7 separate regions of the Mus musculus genome follow, and all the other regions are linked to region 4. Evidence: chromatin contacts called from public Hi-C, HiCAR-type and HiChIP or PLAC-seq data. All regions are on one chromosome and are shown on one strand. The core of a region is the stretch at or near the end of the contact, and the rest is flanking DNA. Distances in the headings are between cores, read along the strand shown. Region 1 overlaps Cacna1c (calcium channel, voltage-dependent, L type, alpha 1C subunit). Region 2 overlaps Cacna1c (calcium channel, voltage-dependent, L type, alpha 1C subunit). Region 3 overlaps Cacna1c (calcium channel, voltage-dependent, L type, alpha 1C subunit). Region 4 holds the start of Cacna1c (calcium channel, voltage-dependent, L type, alpha 1C subunit). Region 5 overlaps Cacna1c (calcium channel, voltage-dependent, L type, alpha 1C subunit). Region 6 overlaps Cacna1c (calcium channel, voltage-dependent, L type, alpha 1C subunit). Region 7 overlaps Cacna1c (calcium channel, voltage-dependent, L type, alpha 1C subunit).

The links. Hi-C and Micro-C count contacts between places; a contact is called where the count stands out from the background. HiCAR-type assays count read pairs that join an accessible place to other places. HiChIP or PLAC-seq counts read pairs in DNA pulled down with a chosen protein or histone mark.
Region 1: a contact with region 4 is called in an H3K4me3 HiChIP or PLAC-seq map of the SCID.adh cell line, with 12 read pairs. The contact joins the enhancer-like site here to the promoter of Cacna1c in region 4. A contact is called at or near these places in 2 of 15 datasets of contacts at CTCF or cohesin (both in the NIH/3T3 cell line), 4 of 484 Hi-C or Micro-C datasets (the G1E-ER4 cell line, cortical neurons and embryonic stem cells), 15 of 115 datasets of contacts at active chromatin or transcription factors (the NIH/3T3 cell line, the SCID.adh cell line, SST interneurons and 10 more) and 2 of 9 other capture datasets (embryonic stem cells and pancreatic islet).
Region 2: a Hi-C map of cerebral cortex shows a contact between it and region 4, with 2.4 times the contacts expected there. The contact joins the enhancer-like site here to the promoter of Cacna1c in region 4. A contact is called at or near these places in 2 of 15 datasets of contacts at CTCF or cohesin (both in the NIH/3T3 cell line), 4 of 484 Hi-C or Micro-C datasets (cerebral cortex, cortical neurons, embryonic retina and 1 more) and 13 of 115 datasets of contacts at active chromatin or transcription factors (SST interneurons, craniofacial prominence, embryonic basal ganglia and 10 more).
Region 3: a contact with region 4 is called in an H3K27ac HiChIP or PLAC-seq map of SST interneurons, with 6 times the contacts expected there. The contact joins the enhancer-like site here to the promoter of Cacna1c in region 4. A contact is called at or near these places in 1 of 15 datasets of contacts at CTCF or cohesin (the NIH/3T3 cell line), 3 of 484 Hi-C or Micro-C datasets (cerebral cortex, cortical neurons and uterus), 13 of 115 datasets of contacts at active chromatin or transcription factors (the NIH/3T3 cell line, the SCID.adh cell line, SST interneurons and 8 more) and 1 of 9 other capture datasets (embryonic stem cells).
Region 5: a contact with region 4 is called in a Hi-C map of cortical neurons, with 2.3 times the contacts expected there. The contact joins the enhancer-like site here to the promoter of Cacna1c in region 4. A contact is called at or near these places in 2 of 15 datasets of contacts at CTCF or cohesin (the NIH/3T3 cell line and stem cell-derived epiblast-like cells), 7 of 484 Hi-C or Micro-C datasets (the N1E-115 cell line, cerebral cortex, cortical neurons and 2 more) and 11 of 115 datasets of contacts at active chromatin or transcription factors (the NIH/3T3 cell line, SST interneurons, VIP interneurons and 8 more).
Region 6: a HiCAR-type map of embryonic stem cells shows a contact between it and region 4, with 3 times the contacts expected there. The contact joins the enhancer-like site here to the promoter of Cacna1c in region 4. A contact is called at or near these places in 2 of 15 datasets of contacts at CTCF or cohesin (both in the NIH/3T3 cell line), 5 of 484 Hi-C or Micro-C datasets (brain, cerebellum, cortical neurons and 2 more), 11 of 115 datasets of contacts at active chromatin or transcription factors (the NIH/3T3 cell line, SST interneurons, craniofacial prominence and 6 more) and 1 of 9 other capture datasets (embryonic stem cells).
Region 7: a contact with region 4 is called in an H3K27ac HiChIP or PLAC-seq map of SST interneurons, with 4 times the contacts expected there. The contact joins the enhancer-like site here to the promoter of Cacna1c in region 4. A contact is called at or near these places in 7 of 39 promoter capture datasets (the 3T3-L1 cell line, cranial neural crest, hippocampal neurons and 3 more), 1 of 15 datasets of contacts at CTCF or cohesin (the NIH/3T3 cell line), 3 of 484 Hi-C or Micro-C datasets (3T3-L1-derived adipocytes, cerebral cortex and nephron progenitors), 16 of 115 datasets of contacts at active chromatin or transcription factors (the NIH/3T3 cell line, the SCID.adh cell line, SST interneurons and 10 more) and 2 of 9 other capture datasets (embryonic stem cells and pancreatic islet).

Annotation. Positions count from the first base shown.
Region 1 is chr6:118,804,303-118,807,218 of GRCm38.p6, reverse strand. The region is part of intron 3 of Cacna1c (calcium channel, voltage-dependent, L type, alpha 1C subunit); the gene reads left to right. Among named protein-coding and RNA genes, the nearest start is that of 1700080F18Rik, 35 kb to the left of the region's middle. Within about 2 kb of position 1,553, at least 4 of the 459 cell types and tissues checked have an H3K27ac peak or open chromatin away from gene starts, as enhancers often do. A contact at or near this core is called in the SCID.adh cell line, where this site is marked.
Region 2 is chr6:118,676,090-118,678,819 of GRCm38.p6, reverse strand. Cacna1c (calcium channel, voltage-dependent, L type, alpha 1C subunit) reads left to right here. Exons shown (of 47, transcript NM_001159534.2): 19 at 2,382-2,514. Among named protein-coding and RNA genes, the nearest start is that of Gm38887, 81 kb to the right of the region's middle. Within about 2 kb of position 1,304, at least 12 of the 459 cell types and tissues checked have an H3K27ac peak or open chromatin away from gene starts, as enhancers often do. A contact at or near this core is called in SST interneurons and cerebral cortex, where this site is marked.
Region 3 is chr6:118,706,441-118,709,354 of GRCm38.p6, reverse strand. The region is part of intron 10 of Cacna1c (calcium channel, voltage-dependent, L type, alpha 1C subunit); the gene reads left to right. Among named protein-coding and RNA genes, the nearest start is that of Gm38887, 110 kb to the right of the region's middle. Within about 2 kb of position 1,489, at least 6 of the 459 cell types and tissues checked have an H3K27ac peak or open chromatin away from gene starts, as enhancers often do. A contact at or near this core is called in SST interneurons, where this site is marked.
Region 4 is chr6:119,106,942-119,109,860 of GRCm38.p6, reverse strand. Cacna1c (calcium channel, voltage-dependent, L type, alpha 1C subunit) reads left to right here and starts at 1,366. Exons shown (of 47, transcript NM_001159534.2): 1 at 1,366-1,934. The coding sequence starts at 1,886.
Region 5 is chr6:118,738,956-118,741,655 of GRCm38.p6, reverse strand. All of the region lies in intron 8 of Cacna1c (calcium channel, voltage-dependent, L type, alpha 1C subunit), which reads left to right. Among named protein-coding and RNA genes, the nearest start is that of 1700080F18Rik, 100 kb to the left of the region's middle. Within about 2 kb of position 1,430, at least 14 of the 459 cell types and tissues checked have an H3K27ac peak or open chromatin away from gene starts, as enhancers often do. A contact at or near this core is called in cortical neurons, where this site is marked.
Region 6 is chr6:118,769,216-118,772,166 of GRCm38.p6, reverse strand. The region is part of intron 5 of Cacna1c (calcium channel, voltage-dependent, L type, alpha 1C subunit); the gene reads left to right. Among named protein-coding and RNA genes, the nearest start is that of 1700080F18Rik, 70 kb to the left of the region's middle. Within about 2 kb of position 1,541, at least 20 of the 459 cell types and tissues checked have an H3K27ac peak or open chromatin away from gene starts, as enhancers often do. A contact at or near this core is called in embryonic stem cells, where this site is marked.
Region 7 is chr6:118,826,586-118,829,557 of GRCm38.p6, reverse strand. The region is part of intron 3 of Cacna1c (calcium channel, voltage-dependent, L type, alpha 1C subunit); the gene reads left to right. Among named protein-coding and RNA genes, the nearest start is that of 1700080F18Rik, 13 kb to the left of the region's middle. Within about 2 kb of position 1,682, at least 36 of the 459 cell types and tissues checked have an H3K27ac peak or open chromatin away from gene starts, as enhancers often do. A contact at or near this core is called in SST interneurons and pancreatic islet, where this site is marked.

The DNA.
Region 1 (2,916 bases), core at 304-2,803, 300 kb after region 4:
ACGAGCTCTCTGTGTATCTTTAAGCTGAGGGCCTGGCTGTGCATTCGGCTTCAAAGCGTGTAAGAAAAGAGCATGGAGGGACAGATGAAGGGACTCAAACTCTGGCCATTTTTAGTGCTCACAGCGCTCAACAAATCATTTCAGCCAGAGAGTGACTGTCTGATGGATATGTAAAGGAGCCGTTTAATGGGTGCCTATAAAACGGATTTGAAATGTTGTCAAGCTGCACTAGATTGGAGAGAAATCCAACCTCAGAAACCTGGCTTCTCTTGTTGAGAAGGTGCCGGTGTTGCACTGGAGGAATAAGTAAGAGGGTGCACCCATAGGGAGGAGTGGAAGGCAGGTCACTTTGTCTAAGCCTAACAGCTGGAATGCAGGGGAAGTTGATAGGATGAGCTAACAGAAACATGATCATCAAATCAATAACTCTTCGATGAAGCTCAGTGTGCCCAGGACACCCCTGACCCAAACAAACTACCCTCCGAGTTTCTCCCCACTTTCTGTGGGGATTGCATACCAATTATTGCTTCTGTGGAAGTGTGCTGAGATCGAAGGCTCACCACCTACAGAGTATGGCCTCCCTCCAGGCCCTTCACAGTTCTGAGCTTGAGGGTGAGGATTTTACCAAGAGCCACGGGAAGGGTACTGGCTACCTGGGTTGAACAGATTTTAGTCACTTGTGCTTAGTGGGCAGTCTGTGGGTTTGGGTGCTGAAGGAAGGGGCCTTAGTTGATTGCACTGGTTGGTCAGCAGGGCTGCTGGAGCCCACTGATGTGACATGCCAAAGCTCATTGTCTCCAGGCCACTTGGCGCACTACTGCCAGGTCCTCATGCAAAAGTTTGTGGTGGCTTCAGCTGGACACCTCTCTCCATCTCGCCAAGTCCACCCACCGCCTCCTCTTCGATTCCACATGGCCACAGAGGTCCCCAAAGTGACCCCGCCCCTCTCAGCTCTGTGTTTGCCCTGTTCCTTTCATAAAGAAAGCTCTCCCTGGCTATCTTAGTCTACTCAGTATTTGTGCGTATAAGCTTCTTCAGCAGTGGTACTCTAAATGCCTCCCCGGGTATCCCCTCACTCACAGTGGGCTCAGAGTGAGGCCACCACACACTCACATCCCAGGTTCATCCTGTGCTAACCATGGGATCTGGGGGGGTCAACTTCTTGTATGAGCTCCACTTTTCTTGTCAATCAAATGGGGTCAACACTGTCACCTGTGCCATGAGAATTATCTGATCTGCTTGTTCCTTACTTGGCAGTCACTTGGCTCCTCTGATATCCCTGGCTTCCTGTCACTTTTAGTATTTCTCTTGAAAGGCTTACCACCTACAGAGTATGGCCTCCCTCCAGGCCCTTCACAGTTCTGAGCTTGAGGGTGAGGGTTCTACCATGAGCCACAGGAAGGGCACCGGCTACCTGGGTTGAACAGATTTTAGTCACTTGTGCTTAGTGGGCAGTCTGTGGGTTTGGGGGCTGAAGGAAGGGGCCTTAGACAGGTGTGCACAGTACCAAGTTCCAGTGTTCTTATACATAGGTCAGGGCCTCTCTTGTGGAATCCAGTGTCCTTTTGAGCTATAAATAGCTATCCTGAGATAAAACCCAGGCTGTCCTAAAGCTTATACCCCTGCCTGTTCCTCTGGATGTCACAGGGCATGTGAATGTGCAGAGGCTCTAAGAAGTCCTGCAGCAAGATCGCCTTTGAACTTCATGTAAGCTGGTGTCTTCCAAATGTGTTTTACTTCTTACTGAATATGGGCAGACCTGAGCAACAGATGTGACCTGTAGCCAGAAGGAGGCCCAATGCCAGGAATGACCCTGGTTCCTGGTCACAGACTCACTTTCTCCAAGGCCAAAGTATCTCTCAGAGACATCACAGCAACACTCATCACCCACAGCTGCCGCCTGGGCGCCTGGAGCCAGATGTTAGCCATGGCTGTGCTGGATCCATGCCCACCATGCCTTTGCCACAGACCATGAGGTGCCACCGATTTAGAGATCACAACTGAGTGCACCATGAGCTCCTTGTACCCAGCTGCACCTGTTGGACAGGTCTCAGGGGCACTGTGAACAATGGGTGGACATGGGGACTTGAACAGCTGATGTCCATCCATTGTTCCATTTTCTGTGTTTTCCCTTATGTTTTTCTTCCTGGCTGTCTTACCTCTTTATTCTTTGCATTTTCAGATTTCCCCTTGGGTATTTTACTTGCCTTTTTATCTTCTGTTCTGTTTCTCCATCTGAGATGGGAGTTTCTCACTTCTGGTCTGAGAGCCAAAACTCCGCTTTGCTGTCCAGGTTTCCAGTGTGTCCCCCTGGCCCTAGTCACGACCCTCTAGCACTGTCAGGGTGGATTTCTTTCTGAATGGGATCATCACAGTGGGACTGTCACCTTTCTTCCATCTGGAAAGTTACCCTGATTCTCTCACGCCTCGGAAGAGGAAAGTGAGCGGCAGCGGTGGTAGCTCTGAGTTGGGGACATGCTGCCCAGCGGTCAGCAGGAGAGGGCATAGCCCCATGGCTTAGGGGCCCTTCCGTTCTCTGCTCCATGCAGAGTGTGCCTGGTCTTCCTGAGACATGACCAGCCTGCTGGCAGTGCTCCACATACGTCCCCACCACCAAGGCTTTCCCCTTTGCCTTTTCTAGCCAACAGACCTCTTTAGCATGTCTCAGTCAGCTTACTGAGTCCCCCACAATCTCTTCCTCAGACCCCTTCACCCGCCACCCTTCTGGTGGTCTTAGTTAGCTTCGTGCCCATGATGGCCTTCTCTTAGAGGAATTGGGGGCAGCTTACATGCAGAGGATTTCAGGAAAGGAAGGCATCCTCCTATTCACATAGAGGACTCAGGCCAGAACAACCCCCCACCACACTTTTGTCCTTGTGCACAGATTGGCTTTGAATGCCACTGAGCTTGTAACAG
Region 2 (2,730 bases), core at 55-2,554, 430 kb after region 4:
CCCCTCCCCTTTCCCCTACAAGCCCCTCTCTCACATCCATGTCTCTACACTGACATCCTTGTCAGCTCTGCAGAGAAGACAATGAAGGGATGCTCAAAGATGGAGAGCATTAGCCAGGGCCTAAGCTTCCTGAAACCTAAGAAATAACCACGCGTTGGATGCCTTAAAATCAAAGAGATTCGTTCTCTCTCACTTGAAATCTGACGTCCGTTTTAATAGAGCCATCCTCATTCTGCTGACGAATCCTTGCTTGCCTCTTCCTAATTCCTGTGGTAGCCAGAAGTCTTCCAGACCAACCATGCTAATCTGTCTCTGTTTTTATTCACATGGCCTTCTAACTTGTGTGTGTGCCCTTAAACAAGAGTAGGAGCAACTAGCGTTAGACGGATGGCCCGGCAGAGTCTATCATAGTTAATTGCATCTGCAAAGACACTGTTTCTAAGATCGTACTCTGGAATTCTGGGAGTGCTTGGAGGATACCAGGCCCCCCCCATTGAAGTTGCTGCCAGGCGATGATTGGGCTTGAGGAGATCAGTTGATTCAGATCAGGGAAAGGATGAGACTGAGGAAGATGGGCACTGACTTCATACGCTCAGCATCTGTCCTGTGGGTAGCGATTGCTAGTGTGAGAGATGATGCTTCCACAGCCTCCGCTGCGTGCCAGACAGTGCTCTGAAATATCCATACACTATTACTATTATTCCATCCTAGGCGAGGCTGAGCAGAGGGGGGGACCAAATGCGAGAGCCGTATTCAGAAAGAAACAGGGCCATGATTTAGACCAAGGGCATTTCTGGAACAGCCGTGTTACTGCTGCCTTTCTCGGGCTGTGCATTTCCAAGAACGTTTAACGAGAAGCACGCATAGAGCCTTCTCCCATAGATGCTGTGAGGCAAGCTAAATAGGAACTGTTTGACTCCAGTTTCCCAAAGCTACACCACTGGCCAGAAGAGCAAAGGAATCCCTTCACTTGATGCCAGTGCGCAGCCTCAGGATGAAAGGCCTCTTGTCGTTGCCTGAGCTCTTACTCTCTCCGCCTTGTTTTCTGAGCAATCCTGGGAAAGTACGGGGTGGGGGGTGGGGGTGGGAGCGGTATTGAAGTATAATTTGTTAAGTTTTTTAAAGTGAATTTTAATTAAATTTGTTGCGTGACAATTTTATGCATGAATATGGAGTATAGTGCATTCTGGTTACTCTTACCCCACCCCCACCTCTTCCGCCTTCCTCCCACCCCCATCATACACACCCCCTTCCCTACATTCATGTCTTTTTGCTTGGTTCTGTGACTCACTTTAGGTTAGTCAGAGTTGCCTATGTAGAGCTTAATCAGAGCTGCCTGTATGACTGTGGGATTAGGAGTGTCTGTTGCAGCCTGGTAGGCGCTTCCGTGGATATACAACCGAAGACAATAACTGCCCCTACCCAGAAGCCAGTGAAGCCAGTAGTTCAGCAGGGAGAGGTAGGGCCCATGAGTCTCGCCCCATCCATGACTGATTAATGATAGGCCCAGTCTTATGCAGGCTATGTAAAGGCAGCCTCAGCTGCTGTGGGATCCTGCTTGCAGTGGCTGTCATACCCAGAAGGTAGCACTTAGAAGCTTCTATTCCTAACTTCAGGCTCACGGATTCCTTCCATGCCTTCTTTTGTCGTGTTCCCTGAGTCTTAAATATAAATGTCCTATTTAGGGCTGAGCACATACAGTGACCACAAGCCTCTGCATTTACTACCATCCATTGCAATTAAAGATTCTCTGATCATGACTGAAAGTAACATTTGTTTATAGGCATAAAAATAAATATTTAGAAGGCAGTGCGTGGCCATGTCAATTTAGCTGCAAGGCAATAGTAAGTTCCCTCATTTGATCAATGGGTGTCTCAAAAAATAGAGTTGTCCGTAAGGTATGCCACAAGTAAACTAAGCCATCCTCTTTACCCACCTACAGCTGAGATGAATGGATACCACAGGCAATGTCTGGGCTTACCCAGCCTCTTCTCTAGCACCTTCCAAACAGGGTAACCAATCATCTGTTTTGGGTTTTTTTTTTTTCCCTCAATACTAGGAAATCGCCAAGCATATAAAACCATTTTAAAACTGTTCCGGATTTTAAAAACCAGAACAGTTTGAACAACCACAAACACATTGCTCATCCTACATACAGCCCCTACTATTATATACTTTCAGCAATGTCTGTCTCTAACAGAGGTGGCTTTGGATAGCCCCACGAGGCGAGGCAGAACATCTGCCTGGATTAGCATCCTATAGTTAGTTCAGAGGTACCAGAGATGATGTCTTGATCCTCAGTAGGATGTGTCTGAAAGTGGGCGCAGAGGTGGGAGTGAGTGGTGGAGTCGCTGAGAATGGAGCTTTTCTCTTCCTTATAGGGGAAGAGGATGAAGAGGAGCCAGAGATGCCTGTGGGGCCACGCCCCCGGCCCCTGTCTGAGCTGCACCTTAAGGAAAAGGCAGTTCCCATGCCGGAAGCCAGTGCATTTTTCATCTTCAGCCCAAACAACAGGTGTGTAAGGATGGCGGGAGGAAAAGGAGCTCTCTTTTTTCCCGGTCCCAAACCTAGTGCATGCCTGCATCTCACGTACCGAAGCCTGAGTGCTCCCAGCTCCCCACAACTTATATGGAGACAGAGTCCTGGATTGTAAATCAGTTGGTCTACAGTTACTCCCCTCACCAGGTTTGAGTGTATAAAGTATTCCTACTTGGCCAGTGTTGCCTTTCA
Region 3 (2,914 bases), core at 240-2,739, 400 kb after region 4:
GCACCACTGCCATCTCTGCCATATTCAGCTCTGTGTAAGATCACAAATGAATAAGGTGTTCTAGAGTTTGAGAAATCATGTACCAGAGACCCACGTGACATGAAGGGTTCCTTCCAGCTCTGCAGGCCTATGGTTCTATAAAGAGTGTGAAGTCAGGAGCACACTGGTCGGTCATGGGAATCACTGTAAGGTCCATCATCTCTGGCAGAGTGGGGGCAGATATTGCAGAAATGTGATGGCTAGCCTGGAAGATGCAGATGGGATCACTGGCTGTGCAGCCCAGGACATTCTGGAGACTGACACTGTCGATGTGGACTTGGCACCTTTAAAACATATTTTTGATACTTTTTTTATAACCAAAAAGCACTAAAAATCAATTGTGTGAATCTGGGTGGGGAGGTTACCCACAGTGACCCTGTTTAAAGCCGAGGGGGCAATCTGCCTTATGCCAAGGTCCACCTGGACATCATGGAGGATCAAGCTGCACGCTAGAAGTCAGGCTTTTCATGTGTCTGGGGGCTTAGAAGAGGCAAGGTAAGTGAGAGGATCCAGTACGGGCCAAGCCTGGGTTCCAAGAAGGAGGTTCAGGCTAGAAATGGAGAGAAGCTATATTTAGTATCAAATAGTTGGAGTCTTGTTCATCCAGGGTTGTGACCAAGCTGTAGAGTTAGGGAAGCTGAGTCAGCTATCTGTCTGACTGTGTGAAAGACAAAATAGGAACAATTCAGGAAACTACCCTTTCCCACAGCCGGTAGTATTACTCAAACGAAGGAAAAGCTGGGAGTATAAACAGCTCCCAAGAGGTTCAGATATCTGCCAAATCATGATAAATGCAAAGCAAATGACTAAGGGAAAGGATGGATTGGCCGTTGTCTTTAATTTTTGAATATCAAAGTCAGGAAGAAAATTCTTGGTTTCCAGGTGGGTCCTAAGATGTTCAGGTGAGTGCCTGGGAATAAGGAGACTCCAGTCCCTGCCCAGAGCCTTATTCTGGATCTCCAATGCCCTGGCTAGTTATTAACCTCCTCCACTTCCTTGCTTATAACAAATCCACCTGAGATGTGAAGTAGGGATGGCATTCCACGTGACTCTGAGTGACAGAAAAAAAAAAAAAAACACAAAAAACAAGAGACTTCCAAGCAAGCTTCTAATGCCCGTTGAGTTTGGATACGCTGGAGGATTCTGCCGTTTTCAGGACTCTGCGGTCTGCACTGATGTCAATTGTCAGTAGGAAGCAGACATGCTAAGGTGCTCGGTGGTCTCTGGATCGTTCCTCCACAGTGGAAAGAGTGATGCAAACAGAGTCTATCTCTACTGCCAGGAGATGGGGGCTGTGAGCAGTATCCTTCTATTTCATGATGTAAGTCCTGTAGCTAACTGCTCCTGCATACAAGGAGTGCCGAGGAATCAAAGCCGGTAATCTTACAGGAAGCTCTAAGGCCAGCTCTTCTGGGACCCACTTAAGTGACAGCGCTCCTCTGTTATGTGCAGGTGCTGAGCGCCTCTGCTGGGCTAAGGGAGGATGCCTATATTAAAGACAGATGAATGTCTTTGGATACAGAGAACCTAAAATCATGTTCACAGGCTCCTGTTAGCAACAAGAAGCATACAGGGTGAGACATCAAGACTTGGAGCCAAGTAGGCCAGAGGCTCATGAGCCATTTCCTTTGGCCCAGAGTATGCAAGACACCAAGCAGTGGCCCCATGTGCACAAGAAAGACTATTTGGTCAGCTCTGATCTTCCCTTATCCCACATCAAAAATCTATTTCCTTGAGAGAATTTCCAAGTTCCTTGGTGGGGGGAGGGGGTGGAGGGTGTCTAAGATCTCACTTTTGCTCATGACTTAATGGGACCTAGAGTAAAGGTGAGACCGGCAGCAGGGAAAGATTCTAGGCAACCGTGAGACTGACTGCAAGAAAGCCTGGAGCCAACCAGGCATCCTTAAGCATCCCTGAGCTCAGCATATCCTTCCACAGAGAGTAACCTGTCCGCCTGTCTCCATTTAGCAGCTAGCAAACATTTCTTCCCCCATTAAACAGTGGCTCTAGATAAAAGATGCTGCCCTGGGCTCTAGGTCCCCCTCCCACATACTCAGTTAACTTGTGATTAAACCCTGCAGCCTAGCAGGCAGTCTTGGGGGTGGAAAAAGGTTGTTAGTTAACAGTTCAGAGCAATAAAGGCACTTGGCTCAGCTTCTCAGTGCCCCGGAGATATAATTATCTCATGCACGATGGCTTTGCCACCTGTCACATCTTCAGGTTTTGTTTTTTTAATTAAAAAAAAAAAAAAAAAAACGAGAAGGGTTGATGTTTTCTTGTTCCGTAATGTGGCTTGCTTTTTGCCTGACTGGGACAACATGGCTTTAAGCAGTCACCTTCCAACATCCTACAAGGGTCTCTGATCATTGTAATTTCTCATTTGCATTCCGTTCTTTGTGATCTTTTTTTTTTTACTTAAACTTACTTTGTTTTGAGAATTTCATATATGAGTCCTGTATTTACACGATTCCCACTTCTCCCTCTCCCCTCTCAATACCTTCCATATCTCCCTACTCCTCACAATTTCATGACCTCTTGACCTTTAATTATTATTGATATATATTTGTAAGTATATAACCCACTGAGTCCATCTAGTGTTGCTCATGTGTAACGTGTTTAGGGCCAACCACCTGGTGTCCGGTAACCTGTCAGGGACCTTGTCCCTGGAGAAGATAGATTTGCCCTCTCTTAGCTGCTGGTAGCGCATCATCTAGGAGGGCGGTTTTCTGAGACTTTCCCCATCCTTGTTGACATGTCACCTGCACATTGGCAGTCTTATTCGTGGCCATTTGAGCAACCTCTCTCAACATGCTATTCTGCCTGTATTTACCTTTCTCTTAGCTTCAAAATTAAGTGGGCATGTACCTTCAAATGC
Region 4 (2,919 bases), core at 117-2,616:
AGAGGCCACTGGAGGGTCTGGGTTAGACGCACCCTTTGAAGTGGATTGTTCCAACCGAACGAACCCGAGGAGAGGAGGGTAAATAGAGAACCAGCTACTGCAGAGCGCCAGAGGTAGAACTTTGGCTCAGCCATGGAAGGTGGCAGCAGAGAAAGCCAGGGAAGGTTACACTGCCTTGTTCTGTCTGAGGTGAATTCCGAGATATACTGATGTGAAGCGGTGGAGGAGATCAAGTCAAGGTGTCTCCAGGGTTCTTCAGCTGAGTTGGGGGAAGGCTGTGTGAGAAGCAGGCCTGGACATATAAGGTTTGATTCTCAAGTGGAGAGGGCAGGTTGGCTGGCCTATGGGTGAGAAGGAAGGTCTAAACTGGAGATTTGCAGCTGACACTTAGCCGTGCTTAAAGCCACGTAGATGATAGGGTCTTTTAGGGAACCTGGAGACAGGGCGTGAAGTCTTCTAAGGGTTGATATTTAGATCTGGTTTCCCAGTGGTAGGCCCTTCTAGAATGGGCTCACCAGCCCCATCTAGAGGGTCGTGCGTGCAGGAGGTGCCATACATATTACTGTGACAGCGAGAGTCAGGGAGAAGTGTTTCATAGCTCCCCGCCAGGGTGGCAGAATTAAGAGAAGTAGGTAAGGAGACACTGGCAGAACACGTGCTCGCCTGACCCCAAGGAGAGAGCAAACCTGGCTGTGTTAATGTTCTCAGACATCTGGGCACCACTGCTGCCTTGCCCACAAGGCTCCGCCTCTTGGGCTCTCTCTCTCCCCGCCCATCTGCCCATCCTTGCCTGTGTGTGTCACTTCTACAACCGCTCTGATTGTAATCGATCAACAGAATCACGGCTCATTTTGCTGTTTCGTCCGGTCGATGTGAAAGGGGCCGGGAGTTGGGCACATTGTAGTTCGTGTTGCCGGGATTCCCCTCCCAGGCCTTGCTAGCGTGGCGCCCCCCCCCACCCCCCCAGGGACGCGCGGTGGCCGCGGGGCCTCGGGAGGGTGGAGGTCTTGCAGCCGGGCTCTCGGAGGTGTGTCCGCTCCTGGGCTCGTTCCCCGCCGTCGCGAAGCCAGGGGGTTCTCGCGTGGCGGCGCCGCTCCACTCGGGCTCCGGTCCCCGCCGCGCGCCGCCGCCACATCTGGAAGCGTTCAGCTCGTCTGCTCCGGCGCGCCGGGCGGGCGGGCGGGCGGGCGGGCGCGGGCAGGGGCGGGCGCGGGCGCGGCGGGGCTGGAGGGAGGAGGGAGGCCGCGCCGCGCTCTCGCGCCCGGTGTCTCCCTCTCGCTGCCTCTGCAGAAACAGCTCCCTGCCAGAACGGCGCTCGGCGCGGCGCGGCCCGGAGCGGCGGCGGCAGTGGCGGCGGCGGCGGCGACGCTTCCCGCGGGCTCGCCCTCAGGTGTTCGCGGCTGCCGTCGCCGAAGATCGCGGGTCGGGGCCTCGCGGCGATCGCCCTGGGCGGGCCGGAGACGCCTCGGGCCCCCTGGCGGCTCGGGGTCCACCCGGCGCCGCGGGCCCGCCGCTTTCCCTCGCCTCGCCTTTGCGCCTCTTCTCGCTCTGCCTCTCCATTTATTATTCTTATCATTTTTATTTTCAAATGGTGTAGCCGCCAGAGGTGCGGTGCTAAATTCTTGGAAGGGGCCCGGATGTACTGAGGATGCATTACAATCTCACGAAAGGAGGCGGTAGTGGAAAGCAGCAGTTTTTGGTGTTTGGTGCAATAATGGGGATCAGGTAATCACCCGAAGGGAGCAAGAACCACTGCGGATCCACGGGTTCCTGGATTTGCGCGAGAGCCGCCGGCCTCGGAGGAGGGATCCATCCCGAGCCGCTCGCGGCTGTTGCTGCATTTCTTCCTCTTTGTGGCTTCTCCTTTCCAAGCAGTTTTTGGCCAATGGTCAATGAAAACACGAGGATGTACGTTCCAGAGGAAAACCACCAAGGTAAGCGGGACCCCAGCGCCTCGCCGGGCTCGCCCGCGCTGCCCACGGCGGGTCCCGGTGGAGCGGCCCTCGCCGCGTGCCTCGCGAGGGGCGCCAACCCCGCGCGCGGGAGCCCGCGGGAGCCGGCCGAGCCGCCGTGCGAGCCGGAGCGGAAAATTCCCGCCCCTCCCCCTCCGCGGCCGGGCTTCTTCGGAGCATGTGGTTCCCATGAAATCCCGAGCGAGGGGGAAAGTTCCCCAAGTGTCGGCGCTGCCTGCATTTCTCGCCTTTGCCTCGAAAGCCGGCCGGCCAGTCTGGCCACGGCGAGCCGAGGAGCCGCTGCTTCGGGGTCCCTTGCTTTGCTGGGGCGCGGCAGGGAACGCGCGCTCTCGCGCGCACCCCTACGGAGACCAGCCCCGCGCCGGTGGCCCCCCAGGCTGCCCCACGTCCACTCTTCCCGACGCCACTTCCTCGGGCAGTGCGCTCCGGGTCGCGGGTGGGGGTGGGGGCGGGGGCTGCAGCTGTGCGTCTCAGCGCGCCTCCTCTCTCCAGGCTCTCAGGCTCTTCGGCTTCTCAACACCGCCCACCTCTCCACTGCCATTGACCCCGAGCGAGCCCACGCCGGGTGCCGGGTGTGTTACTGTTAGCACCCCAGTGTGGACTCGCACCTGAGGATGGAAAGCGGTTAGAAGCCTCAGTGATGTGTGGGCTTTGCTTTTCCATGTTTTCAGGGAATCATGAAAGGGTGTGACTAGCTCTGAGGCTCCATACTTAGTGTTCTCTAAGCATCTCCATCCTGGGCATCAAGTGTCATCAGCTCCCCTCTAATGGTGAATGGCTTTCGGGTAGCTCCCCACTTCTTGGAAACTTTCTCCCTCTCCTCCCCAGTCCCCATCGACAAGTTATTATTTTTGACATTGCTTAGTGGTTAAGGTGATCAAGCTGAAGTGTCTTGCAGTCCCAAGATGCCCTTTCTACGGGCTCTCTGCCCCGTTGCTTGACTGTT
Region 5 (2,700 bases), core at 181-2,680, 370 kb after region 4:
CACCAAGACCTTCCTTCCCAGCCCCCAGGGACTCAGGCTGCTTCCCTTTGGGCCATACCCACTCAGCCTGAGGAGCAGCAGTGCAGAAAGAGTCTTGAGTGGGGATAAGTTCACGGCAGGACTCTGAAAGAAGGTTCCTGTGCACACACAACACTCACAGTGCCCTTGGGAATAAACACAGGCCTGAGCCCATGAGACAGCTATCATCTGCAGGCAAGTGCAAGCTTTAAACCACTTTTATTGAGTCAACAGGCCAGAAAAGGAAGAGTTTGGTTTAAAATACAAGTTGATATGGCAGGGTGGTTCAGTGGTAAGGTATCTGCAGGTATCCCATGGACACTCTCTGTGTTCCGTCCCAGCACTATCAAAACCAAAGAGACAAAATTCCATGACTGTGTGTGTATTTGTGTGTATGCACATACATTTATGTGTAAAGAAATATAGACTACAAGTCTAATTCTCATTTCAAAGTCAAACAGGCAATTGTTGATCTTTACCTTTCTGAATGTGAAGGACACATAACTATTTAAAGCCACAGGTTATCATGAGGTTAGAGAGGAGGTGTAATTCATTTTCCTTCAGATTTATCTAGGTGGCCACAAACACAAACCTACCTGTTTTTAGCCCTTGCTCAGATGCAATTTGCAATAAAAGAATGACTTGTGGCTGTGGTATCGAGACCCCAACAATGGCTACCTTCTCACCACTGAGACCTAGAGTGTCTCCTCGGCTACCCATTTTTCACTAGCTCATGCCAGCCATGCCAAGACCTGACACTTAAATGCTCCTGGTGACCCTCTGGCCCTCTCTAGGGGACTTGCCTACTGACTTTGATCTAGAAGGAGGTGGGGGAGCTGTTTCTGCTCTGCTTGGATGGGGCAACTCTTTTTTCTGGGCACCTAGGGATTTACTGCTGGGGGCAGTTCAAGAGGAAGGAAAGAGGCGCCTTTCAGTGCAGACTGGGCAGTGTTCTGTCTCCTTCCATGGTCAGGGCGTGGGGTTCAGTCTGCAATAGAGCAAAGGAAAAACTCCTATCTTATCCCTCCCATGGCCCAGAAAGACATCTTGCCTTTTGCCAAGGTGAGACCACAGGAGAGCAGGAGATGGAGTCGTATATAAGCTCCTGGTTAGCTGCCTGGAGGTTGAGGGTGGTGGTGGGTTGTTCTTATCTTCCAACACAAGAAAATGGCCCGTTGTTTATACATGAATCTCACTGACAGCATTGGAAAAGAATCAAGCTCATTATCCCCTTTCAAGACAGAAATTTGGCTATCCTAACTCTGTGTTTGCTGGGTGCACAATATCTGGCAACCTCATATTTTTAAATCTTTGTTTTCCATGTCAAAAAAAGAAAGATAACATCAGCTCATGGGTGGCTGTCACTGTAGAATGAACGGGAATGTCCAAGTAGAGTATTAGGCACAGGACTAGTATACAGTCAGCGCTCAGTAGCAGTGCTGACTGCAGTAACTACTTTGACTTTTAAAGATGAGTAGCTTGAGCCAAGACACGTCACTTTTCTGGCAGTCGGCAGACTTGGGCCTGAAGGCTTAGTTTGGATCCTGTTTTCTTATCACTGGCTGCTAGCTCTGCATTGAATAAGTCTGGTTGTCGCGTAGCCCGGAGCTCTAAACCAATATATGTATGGAACTTAAATTCCATTTTCTTCCCTCAGATGTTAGGGACCAAATCTTAGCATGTAGCAATACAATCTGGAGAATGCGAACCAGACTCTGAAGGCTCCGTTTTCATCCTTACAGCCATTGCTGTCCCTGTCTCCCACAAGTGTGGCCAACCTGCTGGTGTCGAGTCAGAGATGTTAAAGGAGCAGCTGCTGATGCTGGCGAAAGATCATTTTGAAATGACACCTTGGTCTCATTTAGATCAAGTAGTTACATAGATGTGCATAATCCAATGTTTTGATGCTTAATGGCTTTCAGAACATTTGATTGACATGGGACAGGAATATAACGACTCTTTAGCCTCTGAACCTGCAGTTCATTTGCTCTGTTCTGGGGCCTGCTAGCACCCGAGCATCCACAAAGTTGCAGCATGCTCCGGGCAGTTCCAGACACATTGATGGGCCCTTTGTCCAGCCAGCCAGATGTCTGTAAGCAGTTGTCCACCCCTTCTGGCTTTTGTCAAGGTCCCGTGACTCTGAATGCATTGCCTCTAACCTGTGCAGTGACAAACCAGGAAACAAGCTCCAGTGAGTTTAAGCCACACTGGTGATGGTTTAAAATTGGCATCTTGATTAATAAGGACAGCAGTGTAATTGTTAACCTCAAATATTCAGGGGGGAAATCCCACTCATTCATCAGCTAGACGTGAGTTAGACCAACCTTTCAGAAAAACGAGGAAGCCTTGGAGCCCATGAAAGCACTATCCCAAGGATGGCACAGTCTGTCTCCCCATACTGTGTCAGAGCCTGTGCTCTGCATAGCTCATGTTAGTTGATTCAGTGTTCATGACAGCTTCATGAGCTAGAAGCTACTCATGCTTCCATTTCACAGAAGGAAAGACTGAGGTTCAAATGAGGAAGCTGCATCCATTCTAATAGAAAAGTTTAAAGGATGGAGGGCTGGGCCAGAACATCATCCATCCACAGCCTCTTCTTGTCACTCCACAGTTGCAGGAGGAAGTGGGAAGGGGAGATCAGACACTACAAAAAGGAGAGGTGTTGCAGAGCAGTCTGCAAGC
Region 6 (2,951 bases), core at 292-2,791, 340 kb after region 4:
TTACAATATATATGAAGTGGGTATGCTTGCTTATAGAACAATAAGCAATGGTCCTTCCCACATGACCCTCATGTGTGCTTCTAGAGAAGACCTCCCAAGGGTGTACTGAATCAAGGAAGACAGCAGATGGAGGTGTGATATCATCCTTTAGGTTCATGAGGCCTTTGATAAAACCTTGGAGCACCGTTGCTCTCATAGAAAAAGGCTGTGAGGGGCTGTCTCCATTCAAGAGGGGCACCAGCTAGGTTTCCTCCCATGATCACCTGGGAGCCAGCCACAACACCAGGCAGTGGGACACACTGGAGATAATGGGCCTTGTAGTTTATGGTGAAGAGGTAGGGGCAGACACAGAAGGAAGTGAACTTTTAGGCTCCCTATCTGCTTGGGTCACCAAGACATACTAGCCCTAGCCAGCTCATAAATCCATGTATAGACTAGCCCCACACTCAAGAAAAAAGCTGTAAGCAGTTGTCGAGAAGTGAACAGGGGGCAGACTGTTCATGCCTGTCTACCCCTGTGGCAAGGGGCAGCCAAGGACCAAGGTTCTTAGGGTTCTCAAGAGGGCAGCTATGAACAGCGTGGGCTTTCCTCCGTCCACAAGGGTGACTTCCCAAGCTCCTGTGCGTATCCCCTGGCCTGGTTTGCTTCAAGAATCCCCATGAAGGTCCTGATACTGATGTGGCTACCATGCAGAACCGTGGCTGCAGGGAGGAAAAGCTGCTCTGTCTCCTGACCTGACTGCAGACAGCCCTCTCCTGTGCCCTGATCTTCCTTAGCTCAGCATCTCTTATCTCCCTTCAGGGTTCTCCCGTGGCACAAGTCTTGCCCTAGCTCTGCTGCCCACAGTTTCTCTGTTTCCTGTTCAGGCTCAGTTTCTCTGTCTACAAACTAATAATGTGCACAGCACAGATAAGAGCAAGCCTTTTCCTGGTAGAGCCCTGCTCCCTTCCAGCAATAAAGTCTTGTAAGTCCACCCCTGGATACGCCACAGCATTTGTAAGAGAAAATGACCGAAAGGTCACAAAGTCAGGGAATTCATCCATGAGCATCCCGTGCCTTCTCAGCTCTGCCCATCATAGAGTTTTATAAGAAATAAATAACAGTATGTGACTAAGCTGGAGAAATCTGATTATTTGGTAGAGCAGGGTGAGAGAAAAGTATCAGTGACAAACAATACATGCCACCAACAGCAAAGTTAAATGTGCTGTGGCGTCCAGCCCTTGCCCAGTAATGAAAATACACCTTTCACTCGAGAACCAGGTAGCAGGTGATAACAGGACACGGTCCATTCAAAGCGGTGTACAGCCTCAAGGTAAGCTTTGCCGTCGAGAGCTGGATTCGGTGATTAACTAGCCCAATGGTCCAGGAAGCAGGGATATTACCCCTGATTTGTAGGCAGGAAGGATAGCCTCCAATGTGTCACCCGAAGGAATGCAGGGAGATGGGCGCTGAAGATTACGCAGTCCAGAAGGATGCTTAGGGCTGTCCCACAGACAGAACTGGCCGGAGAGAATGAGGCAGCTGATAGTCAGGGTGTGAGCACATTTGCATTTTACGAATTCCTGAACTCCTTGGGCTCTGAAGGATAATGAGAAATGGCTCTGTTGCTGCCCGTGGATTCAATGCTTAAGTTGGCCTGCAGGAGAGCAGGGTGTGGATTTGTGGCTGCAGTGGGCAAGCTACTTGACTCCTGTATTAGTCAGGGTTTTACTGCTGTGAACAGACACCATGACCAAGGCAAGTCTTATAAAAACAACATTTAATTGGGCCTGGCTTACAGGTTCAGAGGTTCAGTCCATTATCATCAAGGTGGGAACATGGCAGTATCCAGGCAGCCATGGCACAGGAGGAGCTGAGAATTCTATGTCTTCATCCAAAGGCTGCCAGGGGAAGACTGACTTCCAGGCAAGTAGGGTGAGGATCGTATACCCACACCCACAGTGACACACCCATTCCAACTAGGTCACACCTATTCCAACAAGGCCACACCTTCAGATGGTGCCACTCCCTGGTCCAAGGATAATACAAACCATCACAACTCCCGTTTGTCCAGGAGTCTTCTGCTCTCTTCTCTGTGAAATGAGAGAGTTAAACTATTTTAGCATTAGAATCCTGAGCTCTGTCGTTCAGTCTTTTGAAAATAGAAGACAGCGGTGGTCTATGAATTCTTCTTGAGACAGGAGTTTCCGAACTTAGGTAGTCATCTGCAAGGTGTGACCTTGTGCGCATCGCCCCAGTCGTTAACTCCTAGGATTGTAGCAATCAGACAGTTCAGAGGTGGGAAAGATGCCACATGATAAGTCAACAGGCATGATTAAGCACTGGCTGGGAATCGAGGACTGTGGCAGGTGGCATTCTAGCACAAAGGTCAGGTGAGATCCTTAAACCTCCTGAACTACATCTCCGTGACTCATCTCTGTGCCTGGCCCTTTCTTGGAAATCACAAACATGCGAAACAAACAGCCAAAAGCAAGATGTTTACTTAATTAGAACTAATGCTAATGACAAAGCCCACTCGGTCTAAGTGCCACAAAGGAAAAGGAAGAGAGAGTGAAATGAAAATACAGTTTAGGTATACATTCCAGGAAGTGGTCGGTGAGCAGAGCGTGCACTCCGTGTCTTTCTCGCCCTTGTTTCCACACCTGTCCAATCACTAACTAAACAGACAGCGGCACCACTGTTTAGGATGTGAGGAAAAGACTAGAGTCTCACAATCCCCATCCAAGGCATCCTGGTGACCCAGAGACTCCTTCTAAATCCCACCTATGAGGTCTCCACCACCTCAAAGGAAGACCATCCCAGGGCAGCAATGCATGCGCCTTTAGGATGTAGTCAAGGTTCACACTACACCAACTTTTCTGTGGTACAATTGGCAGTCATTGACATGAGCAGGTCTTACATATTTAGGCGCAAATATAGTACTCTTACACACTGTCTTGACAAGCTCCTGT
Region 7 (2,972 bases), core at 433-2,932, 280 kb after region 4:
CACTTGGGGTCTTAGAACAGTTAAAAGGGAATGCCAGCAGAACGGCTACGGGGTGGCCAGGTTAGTCTTAGGAGACATTGGTGTGTAGACAACCCTTGCAGATACTTGAAGGTAAAGCAAAAGGAGGGAATCTAAAAAGAAAGCCTGAGCTCAGCTTAATAAGGAGATCTCCATGTGCAAATTTTTGCCTCTACCCATGTGTGGTCCTTTAAGTTCAAATGAACTAAAATTAAATATAAATTAAAGTTCATTTCTTCAGCAGTACTAGCCACTGCCTGTCAGGTGCTTGGCAGCCTTCCGAGCTGTGGCTGCCATGTTGAGTAGCCCAGAGCTAGGGAACCTCCATGGCCTTAGGGAGCTTTGCTGGGCTACCGAGCTCAAGCCCAGTGCCATCAATGGAGTCCCCAGCCCTGGGGCTCAGAACTGACCATGCTCTGCTTGTTCTCAAACTCAATTTGAACGTGGGGGAAGCCAGAGGATGGTTTGTTTATCAGATTTCCTGAAGAACTCGGATCATCTTAAAGCCAACACTTCCCCAGACTCTGGCTTATAATGAAGGATCCATGATGTGAAGTGAAGGAGAGAGAGAAGGAAATACATGAATTATTTCTGACTAATACTGGCAGCCTTTTTATAGTTACTACAGTAACTCTTTCCATTTGATAATTAGCCTTAGTGCATCCATACAACTTAATTTCTCTAATTTTTATTTTTTAAAAAGCTGTGTGTTCATTAGGAAAATTCGAAAGTGTACTTCAGTCTCTCCTAGGAAGCTACAGGAGCCCTGACAGCACATTAATCAGGTCTTGTCATCAGTAGGAAGAAAAGTATCCAATTTCCCAGGACCTTGGATATATCCGTTTGCTGTAATAGATTTCTGAGAGACCACTTGTTGGCCAAGAGTATTCTTTTCTTTCCTTCCTAATCCAGCGTTTCCAATCATCCCTCACTGGGAATCCCTCTTTGGGTAGCTTTATATCTGCTAGGGAGTTATGGGTTGTTGTTGTTGTTTGTTGTTGTTGTTGTTGTTGTTGCATTGTTCTTTGAACAAAATGATTTGAGCTCAGGTTGGAGGGAGTGTCTAGTGTCCACTGGAGCAAGCACTTGGTTACAGTCTCAGCGTGAATACCAACCTTTACGTGTGAGCACACTGGCTGAATGTCTTGGCTTTGATTTATGGAGACATTCAGTAGAATGTAGCGACTACAGGGAGTTTCTTAAGGGATGCTGGCCTATGTTACATTGCTTGGATTCCTGAGACAATCTACATTTCTAAGCGTCTGTGGCCTTGGTGGATCCCTAGCTACCTTGCTGTGCACTTGGTACTCCCAGCCCTCAGCCAAAGCTCACCCCAATAGCTTCTCCTGAGTTAGCAGTTCATGCCTTGCAGCGCCCCACTTCATAACTACAAGCTTAGCCTGCAACTTCAGCTTCTACAGAAACCTGGGCTTATTGAGAGCAGCAAGGCCTACTGCTGTAGCAGGAGCCGCCCGGCAGACCCTGGAAATCCATCCTGGCTGATGAGGCCTCTTTAAGTGAACACTGGCTGAGGTGAGGAGGGACAAGCAGTGTGGGCTGATTGCTAGCTCTGGCTAAGGACAGTGGGCCTGTGTTCTGCTGGACTGGCCCCTCTGTGTCTCCTCCAGAGAAGGCCCCACAGCCGGCCTGTATACAGGGGCGACTGCTGCTGTCCTGCCCATGTGTCTATGTGGCAATCAACCGGCTGTATAGTGTTAAGCAGGCTGTTAGCAGGAAGAGCTTTGGATTCTGATGGCTCAGATTTCACACACACACACACACACACACACACACACACACACACCCCACCCACTGCTTCCATGGTCCAGAGCAAACCGTTCGACTTCTATGAGCCTGTTTCTGGCTTGTGTGAGAGGAGAGGAGCTCTTTATTTTTCTGGGTTGTTATAGGATTCAGTGATGCATGTCAAATGCCCGGAACAGATGCTCCGACGCTACTCAGGCCCCTGTTCTCCCATGTTTAAATCCTTTTGGGTACCGATTTTCTCGCCTACTAGGGCAGATGATTTAACGTTCTGTTGTCCACAGCCCTTTGGAGAATGACTGCACCTCTGGATTTGACTGAGAAGGGAGACCGGGAGAAAAGCTACATGGTTCTCCGAGATTTCAAGGGTCAACCAGCAGTAGTGCAGGTTGGAAGCTGGGGCCCTGCAGACCAGTGTTAGGGTCCCCCTGCTCCTGATAAGGCTGCTGTAGTGTGGATGCAAATAACACCTCCTATTTCATGGGATGAACCTGGACTTGGCCATGATGAACACCATATTAGAATCGAAGGCCGATGAAAAAGTAATTGTGGCTAATAAGATAAGACATTCTGCAGTCTTGATGCTTAGGGAAGAGGCAGGATAAATGTGAGATGCCCCAGAGATAGATCCTTGGTTTAAAACATATATATATATGTCCCCTGCTGCCTGCAGAGAATAGCCATCTTCTCTCCTTGGTGACACAGATGTCATCCCATTTACTGGATGTGTAAATTGAAGAGTTTTCAATATTAGGAAACCCTGGGTTGGGTTCTGGAGGGTTCTGAGTCCAGAGATGACCTTCAGGGGAGTGAACGGAGTCCAGCAGAAAGGGCTGCAGAAATGGCGAACACATGGAGCTGGTGACAAAAGGGAGGGTGTATGCTCAGTAACTAGTCTAGATGTGAGAGTCCTAAGATCACAGAGCACGGCCAGCCTGCCAGTGTTCTGTTACCCAACTCAACATGTTCTGTATGTTTTGCTGTTTTCTACTTTTTTTTTTTTTTGGTTTCCTAATGAGATTTTCATGTGAAAATTCCCAGCTTTACTGAGCTCAGTAATGGGAAAAGGATTTTCTTCTTTATTCACAAGCCTTGAAGCCAGCAGGAATCAGCGTGCTCTTCAAGGATAGAGAGGTTGCAGTTACAGTGGAAGCGAGATTTTTCTTGGGTGAGCACTGTGTCTTTCATGT